Regions from separate parts of the Sus scrofa genome. Here region 1 is linked to region 2. Evidence: chromatin contacts called from public Hi-C data. All regions are on one chromosome and are shown on one strand. Each heading gives the region's core, a stretch centred on a gene start, on an enhancer-like site or on the middle of the called end of the contact. The rest is flanking DNA. Distances are from core to core; before and after follow the strand shown.

Region 1 (6,001 bases), core at 2,891-5,390, 110 kb after region 2:
CAGAACCAGGAAGTCCTTTCTTCAAATGGCATCTTTTGTTGTTTTTGTTTGTTTGTTTGTTTTGCTTTTTAGGGCCATACCTGCAGCATATGGAAGTTCCCAGGCTAGGGGAGTCAAATCAGGGCTAAGGCTGCTGGTCTACGATACAGCCACAGCAGTGCAGGATCCGAGCCATGCCTGCGACCTACACTGCAGCTCATAGCAACGCCGGGTCCCCAAGCCACTGAGCAAGTCCATGGATCCTCATGGATACTAGTCGGATCCATTTCTGCTGCGTGACAACGTGAACTCCCTTCAAATGGCATCTTAGTCAGAAGCCTAATACGTAACAGAGACTCTGTGTGGATCTGGCTGGTTGAAGAGTGGGGTGGAGGTGATACAGGTGGTGTCTGTCCCCACTCAGGCGCTCACCACTCTCACATCTAAGGTAAACTGGGAGGCACCTCCTCCGTACCTTCAGGGTTCCCTAGAACAGTTTGAAAAACAGGACCCTAACATCATCTCTAGGGGCTCTTCCAGGTCTTTAATTCCTAAAATACATAGATTCAACATTCAAACAAGGTCTAAACAGACTTAGATCAAAAGTCAACAGACTGGAGTGCCTGTTGTGGCTCAGTGGTTACTAACCTGACTAATACCCATGAGGATGAAGTTTGATCCCTGGCTTGGGATCCAGCATTGCTGTGAGCTGTGGTGTAGGTGGCAGATGTGGCTCAGATCCAGCGTTGCTTTGACTGTGGCATAGGCCGGCAGTTACAGCTCAAATTCAACCCCTAGTCAGGGAACTTCCATATGCTGCATGTGTGGCCCTAAAAAAAAAAAAAAGGGAGAAAAAAAGTGAACAGATTAATAAAAACAACAATCTTCAGCAAGGAGACCCGGCCAAATAAACTTTATAAACTGGATAAACTAACACTTTGGTCGAAGGCCTCAGAATTGTTTTTTTCTCATGTATGTTCTGTTAACGTGACACCAGATTTCAAATCATGTCATGACAGGTTCTTTCAAAGTGAGCAAGGTAGCACGTCCACATTCTTGGCTTTTCCTCAGTGATCAATTAGGTTAGAAGTTTCTTGTGGAGTTCCCCCTGTCGTGTCAGTGGTTAACGAATCCGACTAGAACCATGAGGTTGTTGGTTTGATCCCTGGCCTCGCTCAGTGGGTTAAGGATTTGCCATTGCCGTGAGCTGTGGTATAAGTCGCAGACACAGCAATGATCCCACATCGCTGTGGCTCTGGCATAGGCCAGTGGCTACAGCTCCGATTCGACCCCTAGCCTGGGAACCTCCACATTCTATAGGCATGGCCCTAGAAAAGACAAAGAAAATAATACAAAAAAAAAAAAAATCTTGTTCTGAATATTACAAGAAGGACTAAAATTTTTCAGCTTCAGTCACTTTTGCCTTTTCTGATTAAACTTCCATAAGAATTTTTTCTAACCTGCGTTCCTCTACTTTCTCCTGACTTGAACACCTGTGCATGAAGGACTAAGTGTTTATGCCCCCCCAAAATTCATAGATTGAAGCCCTCCCCCCTAACGTGATGGTATTTGGAGATGAGGCCTTTGGAGGTAATTAGGTTATGAGAGTGGAGCCGTCATGAACGAGATTAGTGCCCTTATAAGAAAAGACAATAGCCATTGTGCTCTTTCCTCACATGAGGACACAGTGAACAGACAGCTGCCTGCAACCCAAGGAGAGAGCTCTCCCATACATCAAATCAACTAGCACCTTGGTCATGAACGCTGACCTTCACAACTGAAAAAATAGAAAAGTCTATTGTTTAAGCCATGCAGTGTATGATACTTTGTTACAGCAGCCTGGGTGTTGTGTCTCCAGTCCCATTAGCTCACTAATCAGTCCCCAACCTCCTCGTTCAAATAGCCCTTGTGAATCCTCCTCTTTTTTAAAATGTCTTATCATAGTTGATTTACAATGTTCTGTCAATTTCTGCTGTACAGCAAAGTAACCGAGTTATACATATATATACATTCTTGGCTCCACCTCTTACAAAAAAAAAAAAAAATTACTGATGAGATGCTCTTTCCCCAGCACCAGTCCAAAAACAAAAACACCTGCTGGTCAACATGGACAGTCCACCCCACACGAATATCCTGTTACGAATGTCCAAAATAAACGTAACCTCCTCAGGTCTCCCCGCATTCATCCTCCCTTCCTCACTTCGATTAATGTCACCATCACCCTCCCCGTCCTCCCTCTCAACAAACCCGACTCTATTTTTACATTTGTGTCTCTCTGCTCCATAAAGCAAACCAATGACACACTCTGTTATGCTGTCTCCATGATACATTCTGCATTCATGTCATCTACTCCATTTCCACCACATTTTCTAGCTCAAATCCTGGTGACCTCTCCCTTCAACAGTGACATTACTCTTCTAATTTGCTCCCCTGTCCTCAGTTACTCTGGCACCTTCAACATGTATTACATTTATTATGATGATACTCGATGCTTTAACAAATAGACCCCCTCCCCAAATTGGCTTAAGACAATAAAAGTCCTTTCCTTTCTCAGATTAAAAACCCAGTGTGGATGTTCCTGCTTGGTAGGTAACTTTCCTCCATATGGTGATTCAGGAACCCAGGATCTTTTCGTCTTGTGGTTCTGGTTCTGTCATGTCCTAGGATCTGAGTCCTCTGCTTCTAGCTAGCAGAAGGGAAAAGAGGGGAGAAAAGCCATACTTCCTAATCACCTCTACTGGGACATGCATCACTTACCCTCATATTCTATTTTGAGAATCAGGTACTTGGCCCAAAAAGGAAGGAGATGTAGTCCATAGCTTGGCAGCTCTTTCCCAGGATAGTTCTATCCTATAGAAGGAAGAGTGGAAATTTTGGGTGGCATCTTAGTCTTCTCTGCCATACAGGAGACACTTTATATAAAAAATACATAGTTGAATATGATAATAATATTTTAAATGATCATTTATCGATTTGACAAATGCCCCCCTTTGTGCTAGAAATGATGTATTTATTATTTTCATAAAATGATCAACAATTGTCCTATATCAATATAAACATAGTCATCATTATTTTCGAGCTGGGAAAACTTTATTTCAGAGCAACTAAGGAATAATAGTAATAACAGCAGCACTTTCTGAGCGTCGATTTTGAAATGGACTAAGGACTTCACATACAAGGTTATTCAGGGTTACAAGATGGTGATCAAGGTTTTAAACCTAGGCCTAGTGCCTTCTCAGTGCAGTAGGCAGTGTGTCAAGTCTCATAAACCTAGGCTTGTCTGACTGCAAAGTCCATGTTCCATCCATTATTGGTTCAATCTCTCCTTCATTTTCCATAATTAAAATTTACATAATAATACACGTTGGCATTTATGAAGTGCTTCCTGTTTGGCAAGCTCCATTATATAGGTTCTATACATACTGATGTATTATAATATCTAACCTGCCATATATTACAGCACCTGTATATTTATATACAGAACATACAGAATATCTACTATACATACATACACATACACAGACTACAAGATATATACATATTGCTAGATATATATTTACCTGTAGATATAGGTAAGCATGCATACATACATTTGTGAGTGTGTGTATATAAAATATGTATAATATATATAAGTACCATAATAAACCCTAATGTTTACATATAAACACTCTATGAAACTGTCATCATGTCTTCTATGGGGAGGGAGGAGGGGAGGAACTGAAGCACAGAGAGGTTGACTAACCATGAACAGCAGCTCTTACAGATGAGAACCTGGGCAGCTGGACGCCACAGCTAGAGCTCAAGCACACAGGTTTGTCACCTGTGCTAATTCTCTTGGTTCACAGACCTGTCTGTCCCCCCACCATCAGACCGTGAGGCCTTAAGAACAGGATCTGTGCTGTACTCATACCCCCAGTCCCAAGCATTGCCCGGCACACTTAATAAATGTCTATTGAATTGGTAAAGTTCCAGGAAAACTGCTACCAAGGGTAGGACTAGAGTTTAGAATCTGTGAGGTTAGCGAAGGAACGACAGTGCCTGCCAGAAAAAGAAAATAACCTGGCATTTCAAGAAGCAAATTAAAGTCCAAGTGTTTGGTGAACTTCTCACTGTTTGTCTTTCTGGCGAACTTCTGTGCTCTTGGCAATGGGCCCGGGCTGGAGAGCCTGCGCAGGAAGGAGGGCGTTCTACTCACCCAGCCTGTTGAGAACTCACTTCTAACCCTCGTCTTGTGTGTCTCTCAGCCAAACATTGCTTAAGGACCCCAGAGACGGGAAAATGCTTTTCTGTTTGTGCTGGAAGTTTGGGGAATGTGTCTGAGACAGAGAGAAATTCCAGGTCTTTAGAAGTTCACCTTTTACGTTTGTGACATAAATAAAACTGAGGCCCGTGTGAAGAAGGTCTTAGAATTTTCTAGTGAGGTGACATGGACACATACATGTAAAATAAATCATTAAGATTGGTGAGAGGCTTGAGACGTCACAAAGCACAGTCAAATCAGACTCGCTCAGATCGTAACACTTTTTGTCAGATGAAAGGGCATGGGTTTCATTTGGTCATTGGCTTTTGTTGTTGCTGCTGTCTTGTTAATTTTTAATGAATCAATATTCAGACTTTCTGTGAAGATGTACTATGTTCACACTTTGTTCCTCTGTTCCAAACTAAGAGAAGCGATGGAGGAAAAACACATTAAAAAATAAGCATAGCATATACACACTAAAAGACATGGTCAGGAGTAAAGGGGGAAGATTACCCTTCTCGGATGAGGAACAGGGAAACAAATGCGAGGGGCCGAAGCCAAAAGGCTCCTAAGCTCTGAGGCTGGAGTGGGGCTGAAGCCTTAGCTTCTGCAGTCTTCATTTTATGTTATTGAAATAAAACTTGAACCACCACCCAAGATGGGGAACCGGGACAAGGCTGACTGCTCAAAGTCAGTGGAGAGACAGAGAAGACACTACTTACATTAAGGGGGGAGAGGAATGCCTGCTTTGACCACACTTCAGGCCAGAGAGAGCCCAGAGGACACAGGCACCACGTCTCCTGTAAGGATGGGATCGAGCAACGTGCTGACCAGCAGGCTGGATCTACAACATCCCTGTTATTGTTATGTGTGGAACAGGTTTCTAAAGTGCCGAGGTGATCTATACATGGGCCTGGGAGCAAGGGGAAGGCAGTCGTCGAGGCATCAGGTGTAGGGGGAGTAACACAGATGGAGGAAGAGACAGACAGAAGGAGAATAAATAAAATTCTCTCATTTAACTCTAAGCCTAAGCTCACCTCTATTTCCTGGCCAAACTCTAGTGGAAGAGAAACCAGGAATTAGAGATACCTCCGAGGGTGAAGATTCAGTGGGTCAAAGACCAGGAGGACTGGTTAAAGGCGCGTATATGTGAAATAAATAGTGGGACTACTCGAGAACCTCCTGTGGCAAAAATGACATAATCCTCTCCCTCCTCACTCACCCCATGGCCTCACAAGACTGGAAGTTGATCACTGAAAGCACTGAACCAGAGGACTCTGGACTCAGGCACCAGGCATAGCAAGGGGAGTGTGCAGAGCTGAAAATGCTGAAAATGAGGGGCAGCAGCCTTCTTTCCCTCAATTCCCAGAGGCCATCAGCCAGGCTTATACTCACAGTCAAGAGACTGGAACATAGGGAACTTCTTAGGCGACTGATAAGCCCAAGTGATACAGTTGCTGGACAACTGGAAGCTCTGCACGGAAAGGGTTAATTATCTACTCAACTGCCCAAGAGTGAAGTTTAGCATTCAAGAAGACTTGCCCTCACGTGTTGGGCTTTTGATATGCTTGTAAGTGCCTTGCTTTCAATAGAAATGGACAGAAAAGAATCACCAATTTTTGGAAGATCACTTCTAACATAGCAAACAGACCAACACAATTATTTTTTAATTATTTTAGGAAATAAAGAAATAGATAAAATGCAAGAAGCAAAAGAAATCAAAGGGAAAAAAAATTCCCAGAGAAGTAAAAGATATTACATCTATGAAACAAGAACAAATGC
Region 2 (6,375 bases), core at 1,886-4,385:
TTTCTTCTCCTGTGGCGTCAGGCCCACACCGCTGCATTTGGGGGCCCTCAGACGCTGGACCGTGGGCCTGGGATGAAGGGAGGGGGACTCCTTTTCATTCTATTTCAAAAAAACTCTTACAGCCCATCTATTAGTGCTTGTGCTTGGAAGTCTGGGTGTAAAGACACCAATGAGAACATCTGTTCTTGCTGTCAAGGTACCCATTATCTGAGAAAGAAGAGTGAGTCGGGGAGGGAAGAAGGGGCCCCAGAGAAGAACGGATACAGTGCAAAACAGCCTAAAGTTTGTTTGAGCAAAAATGTATTGAGGCTCATAATCTACCATGTAGAACAGCAAAGCATGGCAGGCAGCTGCTGGGTAGGGGGTGCAGATCTAAACAAAGTTTTATTGAAACACAGCCACGCCCATTTGTTTACACATTGTCCATGATCATTTTTTGCCCTACAAGGGCAAGGCTGTGAGACTATATTCCCTGAAAGGCCTAAATTTATTTACTGTCTGGCCTTTTACAGAAGAACGGTGCTGACTCCCAGTCTTATGGGTAGTTTGCATGTTTAATTCCATTTAATCGTCACAACAACACTTATCCTATAAGCATTATTAACTGCACTTTACAGATGGAGGTGAAGAGAGGTTAAGTAACTGCTCCAGGCCACATAAATTAAAGAGAAGTATCTGGATTTGACTCAAAGGCACCGCTTTTTCCTTCACACCTGGAAGCTGAGACTTGTGCTCAACCTCTGAGTTGGCAGATGATTTTGATTAATGGTGAGGAGTTGGAAAAAAAGCACCAGTGAGGAGGAGTGGCTTGGGGGACAGCAACATGGCAGGAAGGAATGCAGCCAACAACAGAGGGGACCTTGAAAAAGAATGTCAGAATCACAGGGCCAGAAGGGGGATTCAAGTTCAAGCTTATAAAACCATCTTAATCAGCTCAGGCTCCTATAACAAAATTGCAGAGACTGAGGGTCTTAAGCAACAGACGTTTCTTTCTCATAGTTCCAGAAGCTGGACGTCCAAAATCAAGGTGCTAGGTTCAGGTCCTGGTGAGAGGCTGCTTCCAAGCTTCCAGACACCTGCCATCTCAGTGTGTCCCCAGAAGGCGGGGGAGAAGAGAGGGAGGGAGGGAAGGAGAGAGAGCTCTTACCTCCTTTCCTTTTTAAAAAATGACACTAACCCCATCACAGGGGCTCTGGCTTCACGACCTTACAATCCTAATTACCTCCAAAAGGTCCACTCCAAATATCTTCTCATTCTGGGTTAGGGCTTCAACATTGAACTTGAGAGACAAACATTTGTTTCATCACACTGTGTCATGCTGCAGAGGAGACTGGAGACCAGAGAAGTAAAGGAATGCGCTCAAGGTCACACAGCAATAAAGACGGAGCTGTAAGCAAAACTCCCTTAGAGCTTTGCAGAGCCTGGGCCCTTTCTGAGTCAGGCGTGCCTTGCTATCAGATGCCCTGTGTTGACTCTGGGCTGATCACAGTCCCCGGCAGCACGGGAGCCATGGGCCCCTTCGTGCTGTTTGGAGTCAGAATCAAACCAGTTATGTTTGTTTTACCTGCATGCCCTCATGTGACAGTAGTTTCTGTTTGACCAGGTGTGCGGAAAGGACATAGGACTGGAAGTGAGCCGACCTGGCACCCTGTTTGTCACTGGCTCCAGGCATGACCTTGGGCAAGTTATTCCCCCATCTCCAGCTGTGTAAAATGTGGTGCCTGAGATCGACATCACTTTGTGGCTCAAATTTTTCATATTGAATAAGATTGATTACTGCAGAAATCGTTAAGGAACCCTAAGATGACACACCAGTCGGCTGGCTGTCCTTGCATTTTAGTCACACCAGATCGCACCAAATCAAGAATCAGGGATGTATTATTTGAATCTGACATAAAATATCCATAACTAGAATTCAGGTAGGCATTCCACCCATGAAGATGCAGGCTCAATCCCTGGCCTCACTTTGTGGAATCTGGCATTGCCGCAAGCTGTGGCGTAGGTGGCAGACCCAGCTTGGATCTGGTGTTGCTATGGCTGGGGTGTAGGCCGGAAGATACAACTCCAATTCAACCCCTAGCCCAGGAAATTCCACATGCCACAGGTGCGGCCCTAAAAATCAATAAGTAAATAAATAAGACCAAAAAAAAAAAAAAATAATAAAGTTCCCACTGTGGCACAACAAGATTGGTGGCACCTCTGGAGCACTGGGACACAGGTTTGATCCCCAGCCCCACAGAGTGGGTTAAGGAGTTGGCATTGCCGCAGCTGTGGCATAGGTCACAACTGCATCTCAGATCTGATCTCTGACCCGGGAACTTCATATGCCGCAGGGCAGCCAAAAAAGAAAAAAAAAAAAAAAAAAAGCAGTGGTATCCTTCTCAGGGTTGTTGGGGAGAATCAGTTAATTCTCATCAAGTTCTTTAAACAGCACCTGCACAGATGAAGCCCTGGGTGGACATCAGCCATTACGGTGGTGACACAGACGTACTGGGTGACAAAGGAGAAAGGAGAAATGGCACCTATGTGGTTCAGTCGGGGTTGGGGGATGGAAGAAGTGAAGGGCTCCCCATCAAACTGAGGTCCAGAGGGTGAGGCAGAGTCAGAAAGGTGGAGGATGGGGTGACAAGTCCCCCGGGCAGCGGGAATCCGCTACATGAAGCCCTTCAGACAAGGGCGAAGGGGGTTTGGGGGGAACCAAGAAGTGGGCTGACAGGAGAGGCTGGGAGAAAAGCCCAAATCTGATCCTCAAGGCCTTCCTGCCACCCTCTCCCACTCTGGAACTACAGACGTCTAGCCCATCGTCGCCCACTTTATTTGCTCAGCCATGTGGAAAGGGCTGGGGGCGTTCCATCCCTGCCTTGGGGGCCATGTCAGCACTAGGGGTTGGAGTTTGGTCAAGCGGGACTATTGCCAGAAGCTGTCAGGGACAGAAGAATTCAAGGGTGAGGGCTGGCTGTGTGCAGTCAGGCTCGACCAGGGAAGCCAAGGGCCACTGCAAAGTCAAAAGAGCTGGAGCAGCTGGAGCTGAAAACAAAGCCAAGAAAGCCAGAGGTCAGCCCAGTGGACACTGGAAGAAACAGAGAGATCACGGTGAGGAAGAAGAAGGGATAGGGTTCCAGAAAAATGCCCAGAGAAGGCTGCAAAGCCAGCAGCCTGTGTGGACAGGCCTGATCACGTGGTATGCGGGCGGACCCGCCCGGCTTGACTGCCCAGTGCCTGGATGGGTGCCAGGCACTCTTAGCCATTAACAAGGTTGAGAAATGAGGAGCAGTCCCAGCCAAGTGAGCTCTGTACAGACTCACATCTGCGCTCAGACATGGCCCTCCGTTGCCCTGGTGGGGGTGAGGGGTGTTCATGGGAACATGTCACCATCATCACCCCAGTGGGTCTAGGAGGAAAGGGTCAGAAGCCACATAGCTTTCAACAGCCTTGGCTCTAATGCCAGAAGGTCTGCGATCACCACCGCACCTCCAACAGGTGCATGTAAGTGTGGATAATAACAATGGAGCTTCGCATTATTTTTTTATGAGGATGACGTGAATCCATGTGGGCAAAGTATTTAAAACAGTGCTTGAAACAGAGTAAGTACTCTATGTTATTAATTAATTTGGTTCCACTTTAGTTATTCATTTAAAAAAATGTATCTAAGCCCATAGTCCAGGCTCCATGTTGGCTGCTCAGAATATCAAGAAAACTAAGGTATGGTCCCCGCCCTCAAAGAGCTCACAGTCTGATGAGTAGCCAGAAGAGAAAGGGATGAGTTCTAGCAGAGGCAGTGGTGCCAGGGGAGGGGGTGGGGGCCAGATGAGCCTGAGGAAGGGAAATAGGTTGGGGACAGAAAGACAGCTGGTAAATGCAGACTTATGTGTCCTGGTTACTCACACTTCTGACAATGGCCCAGGGAGAGAAGAGAAACAGATGCCAAGAACCATGAAGATAAAATGGTGACAGTGCCCTGAGAAGGTGCGGACCTGCCTTATCATCAGCCCCTTGGCCACCTCTTAGACACTGTCCTCCATTATTTAAGGATGCTAACGCATGGCGCTTTTGTGGCGCGGAATAAATACGTGTTTCAGAAAATACCAACAAGTTGCGACCAAGTCTCCTTTTCTCCCTGATATTCAGGCTTCTGGGTTTTTATTGCTCCCCATCAATTTATAATTCAATAAAAATAATTATGAAAGGCAATAGATTTGTCCTATGTAAAAAGAAGGCATCAGTGAGTTTCGGATGCATTTGGGGCTTTTATTTCTACTTGAAATTTCATGTTTTGAAAAGTAAATATATGAAGGGTTAGGACAATGATAATTCTTAGTGGTTCCATCATCCAAACATTTAAAATAAGAAAAAGGTCTCTGCCTACAAAGTGAAATTAGAATGGAAGTAGTTACAAGGATAATTCAAGGGTCCCTAATATCATTTTTCATTTTCTCCACGGTTTTGGTAACTTACAATTTAATCAAAATCACATCTTGACAGATGGATCCACTTTCCACAGTTTCCATTTGCTTCCAGGAAGACATCTGAGTGCAAATGTGTGTGTGTGTGTGTGTATATGTATATGTGTGTGTGTGTGTATGTGTGTATATATGTATATGTGTGTATATATGTATGTATGTGTGTGTATATATGTATAAGTGTGTGTGTATATGCGTGTGTGTATGTATATATATGTGTGTGTATATAATATGTGTGTGTGTATATATATATATATATATATATATATATATGTATGTATTTTTTTTTCCCTGACTGGAATACACCAGAGTAGTGTGAGGTCAAACTACTCTTTTAATCTGATTTTAAAACCATATGTGCTTTTGGTAGAAAAATGTGAAAATATAGAGAAACTTAAAGAAGAAAAACAACCCAGAATTCCATTTCCTTGTGGCGCAGTTAACTGAAGTATTTCCTCTCCAGTGTCTTATTTTTACGCATATTTTGTTGTTGGTCTTTTTGTTTCTTTTAAATCATTAAGACTTTTGTTTCTTTTAAATCATTAAGACTATGAGTAAGCCAGGGATTGAACCCTGAGCCACAGCAGTGACAATGCCAAATCCTTAACCACTTGGCCACCAGGGAGCTCCTAAGACTACGGTGTTTACCCACATTCATAGTTAACTTTTTCGCTGTAAGCGTTATTGAGGATGTTCCCACACATTGTCCCCACCCGCCTGATGATGGCCCTACGTAATTTTCTCTGAAGGGCAATTCAGGTAATTTTTTGTTTTGCTTTTTGTCTTTTTTTATGAACCAAACAGAAATGTAAAGGTAAGGAAAATTATGCTTTAAGCTTTACTCAGAAGGACAAGGCTTTTCTAAGGTGAGGACAGCTTGAAGCCTTGAAAATACTGACTGCCCTCCAGCAAGGCACAGACTAGACTGGAAAAAGCAGCAGGACCAGCCCAGGGAGCAGTCGAGTAGGAGGAGACACAATAGTTAAAAAAAAAAATCCAAAGTAAAACGCTCAGGTCTACTTCCTGGGAGCCACCTGATGTCAGATCCTCTCAGAGCACCTCCAGCTGCTCCCTCTCTGTGTCCAGCCTGGCAAGTAAGACTGGTGTGTCCTCTACAATTATTGTTACAGACACATCAGGGGTGTCCCCACCCTCAGCAGCCCCCATGCACTGAAAACACAGAGGGTCCTCCTTCTAAAACCTGGTGAAGGCTCTCTGTTAATGGACCAAGACAGGACCTGGTAACTGTTTTCACTAAAGGACCACAGAGTAAATATTTTAGACTTTGTAGGCCTCTTACAATTCCTGTTAAATAGACTTCTTTTTGTTGTTGGTTTTTTTCTGTTTTTTAATGACAATTTTAAATTGGAAAAAAAAAAAAAAATCTTATCTTGGCTGTATGAAAACAAGCCACAGGGAGTTCCTGGGTGATGCAAAGATGAAGGATCCAGTGTTGTCACTATTGTGGCTCAGGTCATTGCTGTGGCGTGAGTTTGATCTCTGGCCCAGGAACTTTTGCATGCTGTGGGAGTGGTCAAAAACAGAAAACAAAACAAAACGAGCCACAGGCCAGAGTGTGTGGTCTCGTGGACAGGGGCTTCTTTCCTTTCTTATTAAATAATAAAATAAAATAGAGATCCTGAGAATTATTCCAAAAGTTCCAAGAAATATGACATTAAGCCTTGTCCAAACGTTTTTTTTAATTGAAGTATACTTGACTTACAAAGTTTTGTTAGCTTCTGGTGTATTGCCAAGTGTTTCATACATATAAGAGATAGATAGATAGATAGATATGATTAGATATATATGCATTGTCCAATCCTAATTGATATCCTGAGAAATAGCCCATATAGTCAGTGAAACACTCTGTGATTGCAGCCCCAGTTCCTTCAGGAAAAAAAAAAGAATGTCCAAG

What was found. A called contact is a pair of places that touch in the nucleus more often than the background predicts.
Region 1: a Hi-C map of liver shows a contact between it and region 2, with 2.0 times the contacts expected there. The contact joins two enhancer-like sites. A contact is called at or near these places in 1 of 5 promoter capture datasets (liver) and 1 of 47 Hi-C or Micro-C datasets (liver).

The regions. Positions count from the first base shown.
Region 1 is chr8:10,331,136-10,337,136 of Sscrofa11.1, forward strand. The region is part of intron 2 of LOC102158082 (a long non-coding RNA gene); the gene reads right to left. Among named protein-coding and RNA genes, the nearest start is that of CPEB2, 72 kb to the right of the region's middle. Within about 2 kb of position 4,141, at least 17 of the 83 cell types and tissues checked have an H3K27ac peak or open chromatin away from gene starts, as enhancers often do. A contact at or near this core is called in liver, where this site is marked.
Region 2 is chr8:10,225,101-10,231,475 of Sscrofa11.1, forward strand. All of the region lies in intron 4 of LOC102158082 (a long non-coding RNA gene), which reads right to left. Among named protein-coding and RNA genes, the nearest start is that of CPEB2, 180 kb to the right of the region's middle. Within about 2 kb of position 3,136, at least 15 of the 83 cell types and tissues checked have an H3K27ac peak or open chromatin away from gene starts, as enhancers often do. A contact at or near this core is called in liver, where this site is marked.